2 separate regions of the Mus musculus genome follow, and region 2 is linked to region 1. Evidence: chromatin contacts called from public HiChIP or PLAC-seq data. All regions are on one chromosome and are shown on one strand. The core of a region is the stretch at or near the end of the contact, and the rest is flanking DNA. Distances in the headings are between cores, read along the strand shown. Region 1 has its middle 76 kb from the start of Gm35280. Region 2 overlaps Ezh2 (enhancer of zeste 2 polycomb repressive complex 2 subunit).

What was found. HiChIP or PLAC-seq counts read pairs in DNA pulled down with a chosen protein or histone mark.
Region 2: a contact with region 1 is called in a FOXA1 HiChIP or PLAC-seq map of pancreatic cancer cells. The contact joins two enhancer-like sites. A contact is called at or near these places in 2 of 15 datasets of contacts at CTCF or cohesin (both in the NIH/3T3 cell line), 5 of 115 datasets of contacts at active chromatin or transcription factors (embryonic basal ganglia, embryonic stem cells, extraembryonic endoderm stem cells and 2 more) and 3 of 9 other capture datasets (adipose tissue, liver and pancreatic islet).

Annotation. Positions count from the first base shown.
Region 1 is chr6:47,330,770-47,336,748 of GRCm38.p6, forward strand. No RefSeq gene overlaps it. Among named protein-coding and RNA genes, the nearest start is that of Gm35280, 76 kb to the left of the region's middle. Within about 2 kb of position 2,347, at least 41 of the 459 cell types and tissues checked have an H3K27ac peak or open chromatin away from gene starts, as enhancers often do. A contact at or near this core is called in pancreatic cancer cells and trophoblast stem cells, where this site is marked.
Region 2 is chr6:47,557,629-47,563,607 of GRCm38.p6, forward strand. It overlaps Ezh2 (enhancer of zeste 2 polycomb repressive complex 2 subunit), which reads right to left. Exons shown (of 20, transcript NM_007971.2): 4 at 550-666. Among named protein-coding and RNA genes, the nearest start is that of Ezh2, 34 kb to the right of the region's middle. Within about 2 kb of position 3,688, at least 55 of the 459 cell types and tissues checked have an H3K27ac peak or open chromatin away from gene starts, as enhancers often do. A contact at or near this core is called in pancreatic cancer cells and trophoblast stem cells, where this site is marked.

The sequences.
Region 1 (5,979 bases), core at 1,097-3,596:
TATTTAGTAAACTGTAATGTATCATACTGCAAGCCTCTGTGCTCTTGGGCATGCTGTCTTCCACACTTCAGAAAACAACTCCAGCATTGCCTGCCCCAGGAAGCAATCCCTGAGTACACAGCTAGGAGAATCATGCATTATCAAGATGGAGACATAGAGAGAGCCCCAGTGTGAGCCTGGATACACTGCAGTCAGAGCAGACTTCACCTCGTTGCTCCCTACAGATGCCATTCACAATGCTGAAGTCCTCAGATGGGGACTCAAGACACTGCCTGTTGTTTCTTTCTTTCTCTCTTTCTTTCTTTCTTTCTTTCTTTCTTTCTTTCTTTCTTTCTTTCTTTCTTTCTTTTTTTTGTTTTTTGTTTTATCGAGACAGGGTTTCTCTGTGTAGCCCTGGCTGTCCTGGAACTCACTTTGTAGACCAGGCTGGCCTCGAACTCAGAAATCCACCTACCTGCTGGCATTAAAGGCATGCGCCACCACCACCCAGCCTATCGTTTCTTCTTCTCCTTTCTGCTCCATTTGAAAAGTTGTAGATGTGTGTATACAAATATACATATACATACACACATACACATATAGTTTAAATACCACATAGTCTAACATACGGCTTAAATCATAATGAAACAAACATCTGTGACCGCTACCTAGCTTAGCCAACTGCTCATCATCAGTGAAGGGACTCCTACTTATCCATCGCTACGTCTCCCTCAACTTTCCATCCACCACAGACAGCATTATCAAGCAGGGCTCTCTATAGGAATAGAACTGGTAATGCATGTATGTTTTCATATATGTGTGTATGTATAAGTATATATATTATCATATACATGATAAGAGAGAATTTACTAGAATGGCTTATACAATAGAGGCTTGGTAGTCCAACAAGAGTCATCTACATATTAGAGAGATTAAATACTCATCAGCTTCTCGGTCCATGAAGCTGGATGCCTCTGCAGTCCCAGTTTGCACTGAAGGCTGAGAAGATTTCCAGAGAGTCTCCAGCCTTCAGTCCACATTGAAAGGCAGAGGAAGTTGAAGTCTGATGGTGCTGATGGCAACAGACAGTTATAGGCAAGAAGCATATTCAGACAAATGGGAAGCATTATTTTTTCCTCAGAGCTCCTTATATCTGGAACATACTGGAAGGTTCTGTCACTCTGGGGAAGGGTCCACTCGGTTAATCCTCCCTGTCCAGACTCTGTCAAGTTGACAATTAATCACCATAGGAAGCTTTTATCCTAATTTTCAAGTTATTTAATTTCTTATTTTCTGCTCCGTACTACCCCATATCTTTGAGCAGGATATTGTTGGTTTTAGCTTGTGGTTCCATCTTGTATGACTAAGATCACACTAAATGCATTCTTTCCTAACTTTATTCATCAAAATCCATCAACATTGACATGTGGCACTGCATTCTCCAGATTCACTGCATGTATTTTGTTTTAGGAGAAGGCTGAAATTTATATTGCCTAATCTGCTGCTGATGCCTGAATTTTTACTATTTGTAAATAACGATGTTGTACACACTTCCTTCTATTCCTTCTAGCATCATTACTGAACTTCAGAACCGTTCAGCTTTGCCAAAGGATGATAAATTGGTCTCTGATGAACTTGGACCAGTTTCTTTTGCTTACAGCATCGTGTGAAAATTCTCTCTACACCATAGCCTCAGCCACACTGTGCGGTGTTTACTTCTGCCAATTAAATGAATATAAACTGATAGCCGCTAGTGGTTTCTCAATTTCTAGTTCTTTGTTTGCTATTAAGTATTTTTCTAAGTTTACTGGCTGCTTATCTTTTTATGAAATGCTCTTTTATGTCCTTTTCCACATTTTTCCTATGCTTCCTTTTCTACTGATTTTTTTCCACTGACTTGTCTTTTTCTTATCCATCTGTAGGAATTACCTTCACATATTTTGGATCCTGATCTTTTGTCCATTAAGTGTTACAAATAACTCCTAGAAGATTCTATGAGGGAGCAGGCACCAAAGAGTTTTAAGCCCTGCTACTAACTCGACCGTCTTGGTTCAGAGGATCAGGTTCTTAGAATCTGGGAATGGACAGACAGAACCTGCTGGACCAGTACAGGAGCCCAGAAGGCCTGTGACAACTCCATCCATGATACTGATCATTTGAACTGGAATTTTGTATCTTCAGACAGAGCCCAGAACATTCTGGGTTAGTGACAGCATCCTCAGAACCAGGTCGCATTGTCCTTCATAGTTGTTCTCAAGCATCGTGTCAGCAGCCCCACCCCCACCCCCACCCCCCATACACACACACCACAGTGGGATTTGCTTTCACTTCAGGGCTAGCTGGTCCAAGGAACCTGAGGATCCTGATGACTCACTGCTCAGCAAACAGCTTTCAGCTATTTATACATGGCTTCCCCTGACAAGGTCTGCCTGATCCCTCAGCAGCCGCTTGGGCTCTTTCAAGCTCACACCAACATCAAATAATAATAGCAGCTTGCAGTCCACTTGCTCGCCAGGAGAAGGGGCCAGGCAGTGCCAGGCTTCACTGCATTGTCCTCACAGCTCTCTCTGTGTTCTCATCTCATGGACAGCGAGGCAGAGCACTGCTATCTTTCCTTGCTCTCTGAATATGGAACACGGAGAAGAGAATCCTCCAACACCTTCCATGGTGTATGGAGCACTGGACTTGTCAGCCCTAGCCTGATGTTTCCCTCCACAGATAGAAATATATGAAAAATCAAGGTTTGCATTATATTCTCCAAAGAGCAAGATATAAAACATGTAACGTGATTTTATTTCAGCTTGAAGGGTTTGTACTCCTCACTTCTGTTTTCACATATACTAAACTCAGAACAATAGAGACACAAAGATGATACACAAACTTATGAAGCAGTCTATACTTTTTAGACCAGTCACTTTTTCTCTTACAAATAGGGCATGTGGGGGTGGGTGTAGCACAGGGTTTCTTGGCTAGTGAACTCTGAAAGCAGAAGAGAGACTATGAAGGGACTAAAGTGGCCAATAAGAAACAGCAAAGGGGGGGTGGGTGATGGGGGAGGGAGACATATGAGCAAAGTACGTTAATACATGTGTATGAAAATATCATAATGGATTTGGCTGCTAATTGAAAATATTAACCAAAAACGTAAAGAGAGTGAAAAAAAAATAGGTTGTAGGTCTGAGAAAGTTCCCTAAGCTGTAAGTCCAGAGTTGATTCTATAGTCATATTTGAAAACCTGCTTGGTGTATGGTCTGGTGCAATTTTAAATTTTCCTAGAGGTAGGAAAAAAAGGAACCTTGGCTTTTCTTTTTCATTTACAACGTAAGAGCAAGCTCCTTCCCTAGAGATGCATTCCCTATTTCTGCACCATAACCTCTCCTAACTCCCCACACTAACTCACAAGGCCTGGGTGAGCACTCTGAGCAACACAGACACCTGATTCAGTTGTGGACTTACACTTATTTTCCTGGGAAAAGTAAAAAGGAATACCAGACTCAATGCCATTCTTTTTAAATCATCCATATGGAGAGATGCTTGGATAATAAGGTAGGAGGAAGGGCAGTACCCAGAAATTTTGTAGCCCATGAAGCCTACATGGAGTTGATAAAGCCTCTCTCTTTTTTTTTTTTAAGATTTATTTATTAGTACATGTAAGTACACCCTAGCTGTCTTCAGACACACCAGAGGAGGGCATCAGATCTCACTATGAGATGGTTGTGAGCCACCATGTGGTTGCTGGGATTTGAACTCAGGACCTTCAGAAGAGCAGTCAGTGCTCTTAACCGCTGAGCCATCTCTCCAGCCTGATAAAGCATCTTCTTGAGAAGAAACACTGCAGAAGACAGGAGCTAGTCAAGCCTGAGTCAAACACATTAACATGTCTGTGTCACCCCACTACCTGCTTAGGTGTGAAAACCTTCTGATGTGATGGAAAAGCCATCACAATACAAAATCCCAAAGCTACAAGTGTGAAGTTCTCAACAGGTGCCGCCAGTTGCTCCTGGTGTCTTTTGCTGTAGAACACAAGATTAGGATCCTTCAGGCTGAGCATACAGGAGCAATTCTGGCAGAAAAGGTTGTTAGAGACATCATCTTAGGGACACACAAACAATGGAATAGGATAACTAAAGAGAAAGAGGAAGAAAAACAGTTTGGAAAGGGGATGAAGTGTGAACTAGAACAATACTGAGCTAGAGTACAAAGAAATATGGAAACAAAATCACTAAACCTTACTGGTCCTCTCTTACACATTTTTCTGATCTGCATCTCCCCTCTGCCACTGGTACCCAGGCTCACATCATCTCCCTTGAGGAAGACAAGACAAACTCTTAAATAGACTTGCTCACACCATGGCTACCCTACCAAATCAACCCCAGCCCCTCTCCCAAGTGTTTTCACTAAAGTGTGGTCACAGCTGAGCAGCTCCCCTACCCTACAGCCTAAGGAAAAAGTGCTTACATGCTCTCAGCCCCTTATGATGGGCTTTTGCCTTGTCCGCCAGGCAAGCGTTCCTGCATGCTAAAACTTTAGGAGGCACAAAATGATTCAGTGCATCAAAGAAATGCTTCATCAGACAAAATGAAGACAAGTCTTTGAAGTAGCTCTAATATTATAAATACTTTGGTGACCCAGCAAATTCTTCTCAGGAGGGTAGATAAACCGTGGGAAAACCCACTGTTGTCTATGCACACTTGACTGTACAATAGGAATTGTCCTCACCCACAGAGAACTATCTTTTAGAGTGTGCCAGCCCAGCAGTGATGGTAGTAGCAGCAGAGGCGGTTGATCCCAGCACTCAGGAGGCAGAGGCAGGCAGATATCTGTGAATTCAAGGCCAGCCTACTCTACAAAGCTTCTTCTAGCACAGGTAAGGCTACACAGAGAAACCTTGTCTTGAAAAAAATAGAGAGAGAAAAGAGAAGAGAAGAGAAGAGAAGAGAAGAGAAGAGAAGAGAAGAGAAGAGAAGAGAAGAGAAGAGAAGAGAAAAATGCCTTAGTTGCACACCACAGTAGAACTGGCCATACAAAGACTCAAGTTCTCACCTCAATTTGGAACCCATCTGAAGTGCCACCCCATCTACAAAAATCCATAGGGCAGGCTCCCCTCAGTATCATTCTCAGTGTTGGTATGAAGGCTATTGGAATGTGTCTTGAAGAAATCATAGTTCAAGAATCACAGGTGGCATCTATGTCATACCCTTTTCTAGCCAAGATTCAAGGATCATTGTGTAAAAGGAGGCAGAAAGACTGTAAGAGCCAGAGGCAGCTGACAACTACAGTGAAGCAGCATTTTCCAGACACAACAGGGCAGTTGCACACATGAATTCACCACAACTGTGTTAGCACCCATAAGACCAAGAAACTACACAAGCTCAAGCCAGACAAAATGCCTTCATAGAGGGAAGAGGTAGGCATGATGTCCCATCCCTAGCTGGGGAGTTATTGGTAATTGATACCTGCTGAGCAAGGAAGGCTCCATTTTCTTCAAAGATATAGCTTCCAGTAAGTTGAACACGGGCTAGTGGATGGCCACACACCCAAGAGAATGTAGCTAACAGTAACTGGAATTAATGAGTTTAAAAACAAAACAAAGAGAAGCATACAAAGTTGACTACGTATGGAATGAGGAATGGATCTGAGAGGAGCTGGGAAGGGGAACTGCATGTCATCAAAATACAGCATATGAATTCTCAGGGCCAGAGAGTTGGCTTTGTGGTCAAGAGTACGTATTGCTCTTGAAGAGGCTCCAGGTTCTATTCCAAGCAACCACAAAGTGGCTTGAAACTGTCTGCAACTCTAGCTGCAGGGTATCTGGTGCCCTCTTCTGACCTTTCCAGGTACCAGACCTTCATGTGGTGTACATACATACATGCAGGCAAAACACTCATACACATAAAATAATAAATATAATTAAGTCTTTAAAAAGGAAATTCTCAAAAGAATACATAGAAGGAATACGATTGGCCCAAAGCTCCTACTGGAAACTTATTCTGTGTTCTA
Region 2 (5,979 bases), core at 2,438-4,937, 230 kb after region 1:
AAAAACCTAAGTTAGGGCAGGCTTAATCGAAAAAGCCCTTGAACAAGGCATTGGTTAAATGTTTTAGAAACGTTTTAGAACATTAACTATGAAAAACAGAACATAATGACAAAGACTCACTGGAGGACAAAGACAACATTTCAAGTATTACAAGCCTTGGATCAGACTATGATAACAATCAACAGGAAAGGACACACTAGAAAAAGCCATGAAACACATAGGTGGCCATCAGGCAACTAAGAAATAGGAAGATTAAATTATTTCAAATCATCACTAGTCAGCAAATTTTGAGTTTGTTATCAAAAATTTAAATAAAGAAAGAAACAAGTATTGAGACAAAAGCAAAGTGTGAGTAATAAAAGGAAAATGTAGAGTTTAACATATATATTGTTCAGGTTCAGAGTATACATATGTGACTGCTATGGGTTCAATTTATTTTGTTCTATTTTTATTAGTTAAAGATCTAACACATGTCTGAGGTGTTTTTGAGACAGCCATGGAGGCTGACATTTGAGAGCAGAACAAGCAAAAGCTACATTACTTACATACCATAAAATTCTGTTGTAAGGGCGACCAAGAGTACATTATAGGCACCGAGGCGACTGCATTCAGGGTCTTTAACGGGATGACTTGTGCTGGAAAATCCAAGTCACTGGTGACTGAACACTAAAACAGAACACAAATAATAAAAACTTCCTCTTACAAATCAAAAGATCAACCTTAAGCTATGGTTGGTCATCATACTGTGAACAGATGCTGTAACTCTGGATATAATTTTTATGATGCAAAGGTTCATAAAATCCAAAAAGAATCCTCTTTTCTCTAAGGTGTCTCCTTAGACATTCTCCATCTTTTGCAAGCTTTTAATCCCCTCCAGCCTTTCTCATACTTACCAGTAACAGTTAAAAATCAAAAACTATATTCATATTAGCCTCAGAAGCCTGATCTGTAGCACGTTTTCTCTAAACACTTGAGTTTATTTTTAATTCTGATCACTCAAGCACATAGATTAGAATATATTATATATACCAAATGTGTCCTAAGATTATGAATTACATTGATCTTATTTCTTTGTTTGTTGAGATGGGGTCCTGTTATTGAATTTAATCTGTAGACCAGGATGTCCTCAAATTCACAATTCTCCTGCCTCAGCCTAAAAGATGCTGTGAATGCTAAGATTACAGGCAGATATCACTATGGTATATCTAAACCTTATCTTTTCTCTTGCTTTTTAAAAATGTCATATTTTATATATTATCAAATAATGGATTAAGAGTAACAGATGAGTTTCAATTGCAAAAACATTTTAATCAGCTTTATAGCATCTAACTGTTCACATGTAAGGCACTATATTAAGCACAGTAAATGTTTTATCATAGTTATTATGACTCTAGTTGAAGGCACTTACCCCACTTTGCAATGAAAAAACTACAGTAAAGAAAGGACAAGGAGTTTGCTCAAGATCATACATGGAATATACACAGCAAGCCTGATTCTGCTCACTGCTCTGACCCAGTGCCATGATACTTCATCTCTATAACACACCTTCTTTCCCTTAAAATTCATTTTGTATTATTTATCATAATAATGATTTAATGCTAAATTTCTGGGGCCTCAAAAAGAGACAGAATTTGACCTCCACCAACAGACAGAACTGTGTTAATTAATGCATATATCGAGGAACAGCTTCTCTCTAGAGGAAGAAACTGCAGGCTCTGCCAGGGGGCAAAGGTAGCTGTGGGCTATGAGGCTTGAGTGAGGAAATTGCTGTAGCCTTGGTCACTCCTGTAATCTCTCCTTCCTGAAACTGTTAGCCCAAGGCAAGACAGACTACCCAACTGTAATCTCACAGGAATTCTGTCTCACAACTGAGGCACTCTATCAGACTTCAGGGCACACTATTCTTCCTGTATCACAGAGGAAAAAACTGCTAATTACACTGTGACATAATGCCTTCTTACCACAGTGACTTAAACAAAAAAATGTTGGTTAAAAATTGTTAACATTTTTGCAACTTTGATTCTAATGTGGTAAAAATTCGTGCCCTGATAACCACATTGCTTTCTATCCTGATGAGGAATCCAGCTTTTCTTAAGAGTTCTATTCTCAAATGTCAAGCCTCCATGGCTGTCTCAAAAATACCTCAGATATGTACTGATGATCTTTAATAAAAATAGAACAAAATAAATTGAACTCATGGCAGTCACATATGTACACACGATATACAGAGTCAGTGTCTGAGATTTATGTAGGGTGTTTCCAAGTCAGCAAGACTGGGACTGGATGAGGTGAGATTACTCGCACACAGGCCACATAAGCCTACATGTGTACTCATGTGTCCCTCATGTGTGGTCACATTCCACATAGCAGATACTATAAGCCTTCAGTTCTACATAGCTGCTCGGGTACTCTGACCATCACAGTGCACACTGCACACAAAGATGACTCCTTCCTAACAGAAGTGAAAGTGACAGACAAAGTTGTTCCAAAGAACAAAGATAGTGATGTCTACTTAGGTGTTTTCCAACAAGGCAAAGGAAAAATAACAATACCAAAAGCTCAAAGTCAAGTAAATAAGGTGTGAATGGCTTATTAATGTTCTCTTTCCTACTAACTGGCTTCACTCACAGATCCTCATCCCTCCATTTGCTAGTCCAATAACTACAGGAACCAACATTTATTGATTACATGCTGTGTTTCAATCACCATGCTAAGTAACTGCTTATATTCATAATCATAAGTAGTTCTTGTTATCACCTTATGACATAACTTTAACATCACAATCCACAAATGGGACTGGAGGCCAGAAATTAAATCTTCCTAGGAAGATAGTTAACTTAGAAGGCAGGACTAAAAACTAAGTCTAATTGTAACATCCAAGAACTTCCTCAGTTTACTGTGCTTTAGTTCTTGCTCTCAGAAGCTCACAGGGAAGAGTCACTATAGAGCCTTATAGTATCTGCTATGTGGAATGTGACCACACCCAGTAAGGTCACAGGGTTATCACCAACAACTCTCCTCTTACTCTATCCCTAGCACATTTTCCTTTCCTTCAACCTGACTAGGTAAATTTAAGTATGAAATGATTTTAATTACTCAATAAAGCATCACATATTATCCAATAATCTTAAATATAAAACAATTTTCATTTCTTAAAAAAGTTATTAACTTTTGTTTTATATTTGGTGGGAATAAATTAATTCTACATAGAAGCTGTCTTTATAGCTTAGAGGGACAGACTGGTTCTCCAGCCCTGACTTACCTGTGTTAGTATATGAATCCAAGGTCATGTGTAAGTCAGACAGAAAATATTCTTTTCAACCACTAGCTAAGGGGATGACTGATTTGCAGAATCAATATATACTAAATGAAAGCTGGAAACTCACAGAAGCACAGAAAACAGGAAGTCACGGGCTATAGCACAAATGACACCCCCAGTCTAATATCTCCACCCCATTTCTGATATCCACCACTTCAAAGTTCTGAGTCATCCACAAGTCAACAAGGGATGAAACGCAAGCTCTGTAAGGGGAAGAGCATCTGAGGTGAAAGGTAGGATTTTTACCTTTCTACCTCAAAACAATATTCAGCAGTGTCTTAAAACATATGTTTATGGTGTCAACAGACTATGTTTGTGGCAGAAAGTTCAGTTCCTTCCGAGCTGAGGACACCTATGTGGAGAATGAAGCTGAGCTCTCTGCAGCACCTCTGGATCCTACCCCACACAGTCTCTAGCCATGCTACAACCATACCGTCCTCACTTGTGAAATGATACTGAAATGCCACAGCCAATGCAGGTAAAACAAGTTGGGAATGCTATGTGTTGACTTACAGAAAATTATACAAAACTCCCAGTTACTTAGCAACTTTACTTCCTTTGAACGTGTTTCGCTCTCAACTCTTTAAATACTCATATTGCTCAAAACAGTGCAAAAGCTGTTGTTGACCTCACCAGAGCATTTTTGCCCGCTCAGTTATACCTCTAGGTGGCCTACTTTAGCAACTTAAATTTCTAATTCTAATTCCAATTTCAGGATCACAGATAATTTAACAGTGGTAAAGAAAACCAAGTTACCAAGGACGGCACACTGTCAGAGAAACACAGCTGACTGGAAAGTAACAAGCTTCCTCTGAGGCTGGGGACTCACACCACCCAGCTGGTACAACAGGCGACTGTGTGGCTGGAGAGGAAGCCAAGTCAAAAGTAGTAGTTGTAGGAGTACACAACCAAACTGAGACTCTTGGCAGAAGACTGGTTCCAAGTAAAAACTGTGCTATGGAAAATCGTACAGGGAGAGCAGGTGAGTGGCCTGCAGGGAAGGGAGAAAAATTAACACACCCTACTATGTGCCAAGCACCATGTTAGAGACTTTACCAAAGTTGACTTTAAAATTCTCTACTACCTTATGAGGTAAATATTCCCCATTTTAGGCAGGACATCCCAAAGGACAATAGTAACAGCCACCCCACCTCTGAATGATCCTTAGCATGAAGGCAGTTAAACCCAGCTTCAAAAAAGTCCACGGGAGTTATATCACACCAGCTCCTGGGTGGTGTGATCATACATTCTTGAATACTCACTGGCTCATTCAGTTAGTTCACACTGAGACACCATGAACTGTCATTATTTTCAAACATACTCCTATTTCCTATTTCTCCATATGAGAACAAAGAAGAAACAGAAAGCCATAGCCCGGGAAGAGACTGTGAGTGAAAGGCATCAGCTACTGTCAACTCAGGGAAGCATCAGCCCAGGGGAGAGTGAGGAGGAGACATCAGCTGTCATCAACCTCAAAGGGAAGCTGAAGACTACTTCCGAGACTACCTTACTTTTTCCTCAGGACTTAAGGAAAGAAAGGGAACAAAATCCAAGTTTTTAATTAGCTAGGCCTTATGGTAAGGGCAATATACATACTTAAATTCAAGACCGCTTTTTGGTGAAGCAAGAAGGAAAAAAAAAGGAATGAGTTAAGCAGCATGTATTGAGGAAGCTCAACAGCAAACATGGTTTCATAACCAGTTTGAAGGGCAGAGGAAGAAGACTGAAGGGGACACTCTTGAGAAAAAGTGTCTCTCACAAGAGGGTCAGAAATAAAAACAAGAATGGGCCTAACATCTTCACGCAAGTATTTAATGAAACCTAGGGAATAAACTAGGAATAAATCTATTCCAGATTGTAAACTGCTTCCATTTTTGATATTACACATTTATGTCAAAAAACCATTACATACTGGAGTCTCCCTTGTAACAAAAGGCTATTATCTTGGATTTCACTTTCATCTAATATCACTTTCACACTTCTTCCTAGCAGAAATGTACAAGCATTTCTGTGTGTGTGTGTGTGTGTGTGTGTGTGTGTGTGTGTGTGTGTGTGTGTCTGTGTCTGTGTCTGTGTCTGTGTCTGTGTCTGTGTATGCATGCTGAGGGAGGGGAGTATTTTTGTTGTTATTTTGCTTTGAGGTAGAGTCTCTCTGTGTAGCCCTGGCTGGCAGGGAATTTTCTATTGAGACCAGACTGGCTTCAATCTTACAACAATCCTACTGCCTTGGCTTCCTGAGTAATGAGATTATATGTAGCTTTTCAGGAGGACTAGTGTGATGCCTAATCTAATCTTAGTTGTAAACTTCACTACATGTAGAATTAACTAAAACCCAAAGGGCTAGGTATGCCTGTGAGAGATTTTTTTCTTTATTAAATCATTTCAAGTGAGAAGACCCACTTCTCACCCTGACCTTCAGGGTGTGAAGACAGATACATCTTTACCCAAATCTTTTGAGAAGGAAGATCTACCTTTAATCTAAATAAACATCTTCTGCTGGAAGCCTATATAAAGGACATGGAAGAAGGGAACTTGTTCTCTGCCTGCTTGCCCTGGATCTTGAGTCCTTCACTGGCATTAGAGCATACTTCTTCGGGATTCAGGCATACACTAATGACCAGCTAAAACATCAGGCTTCAATGACTTAACAACTTCTAGAT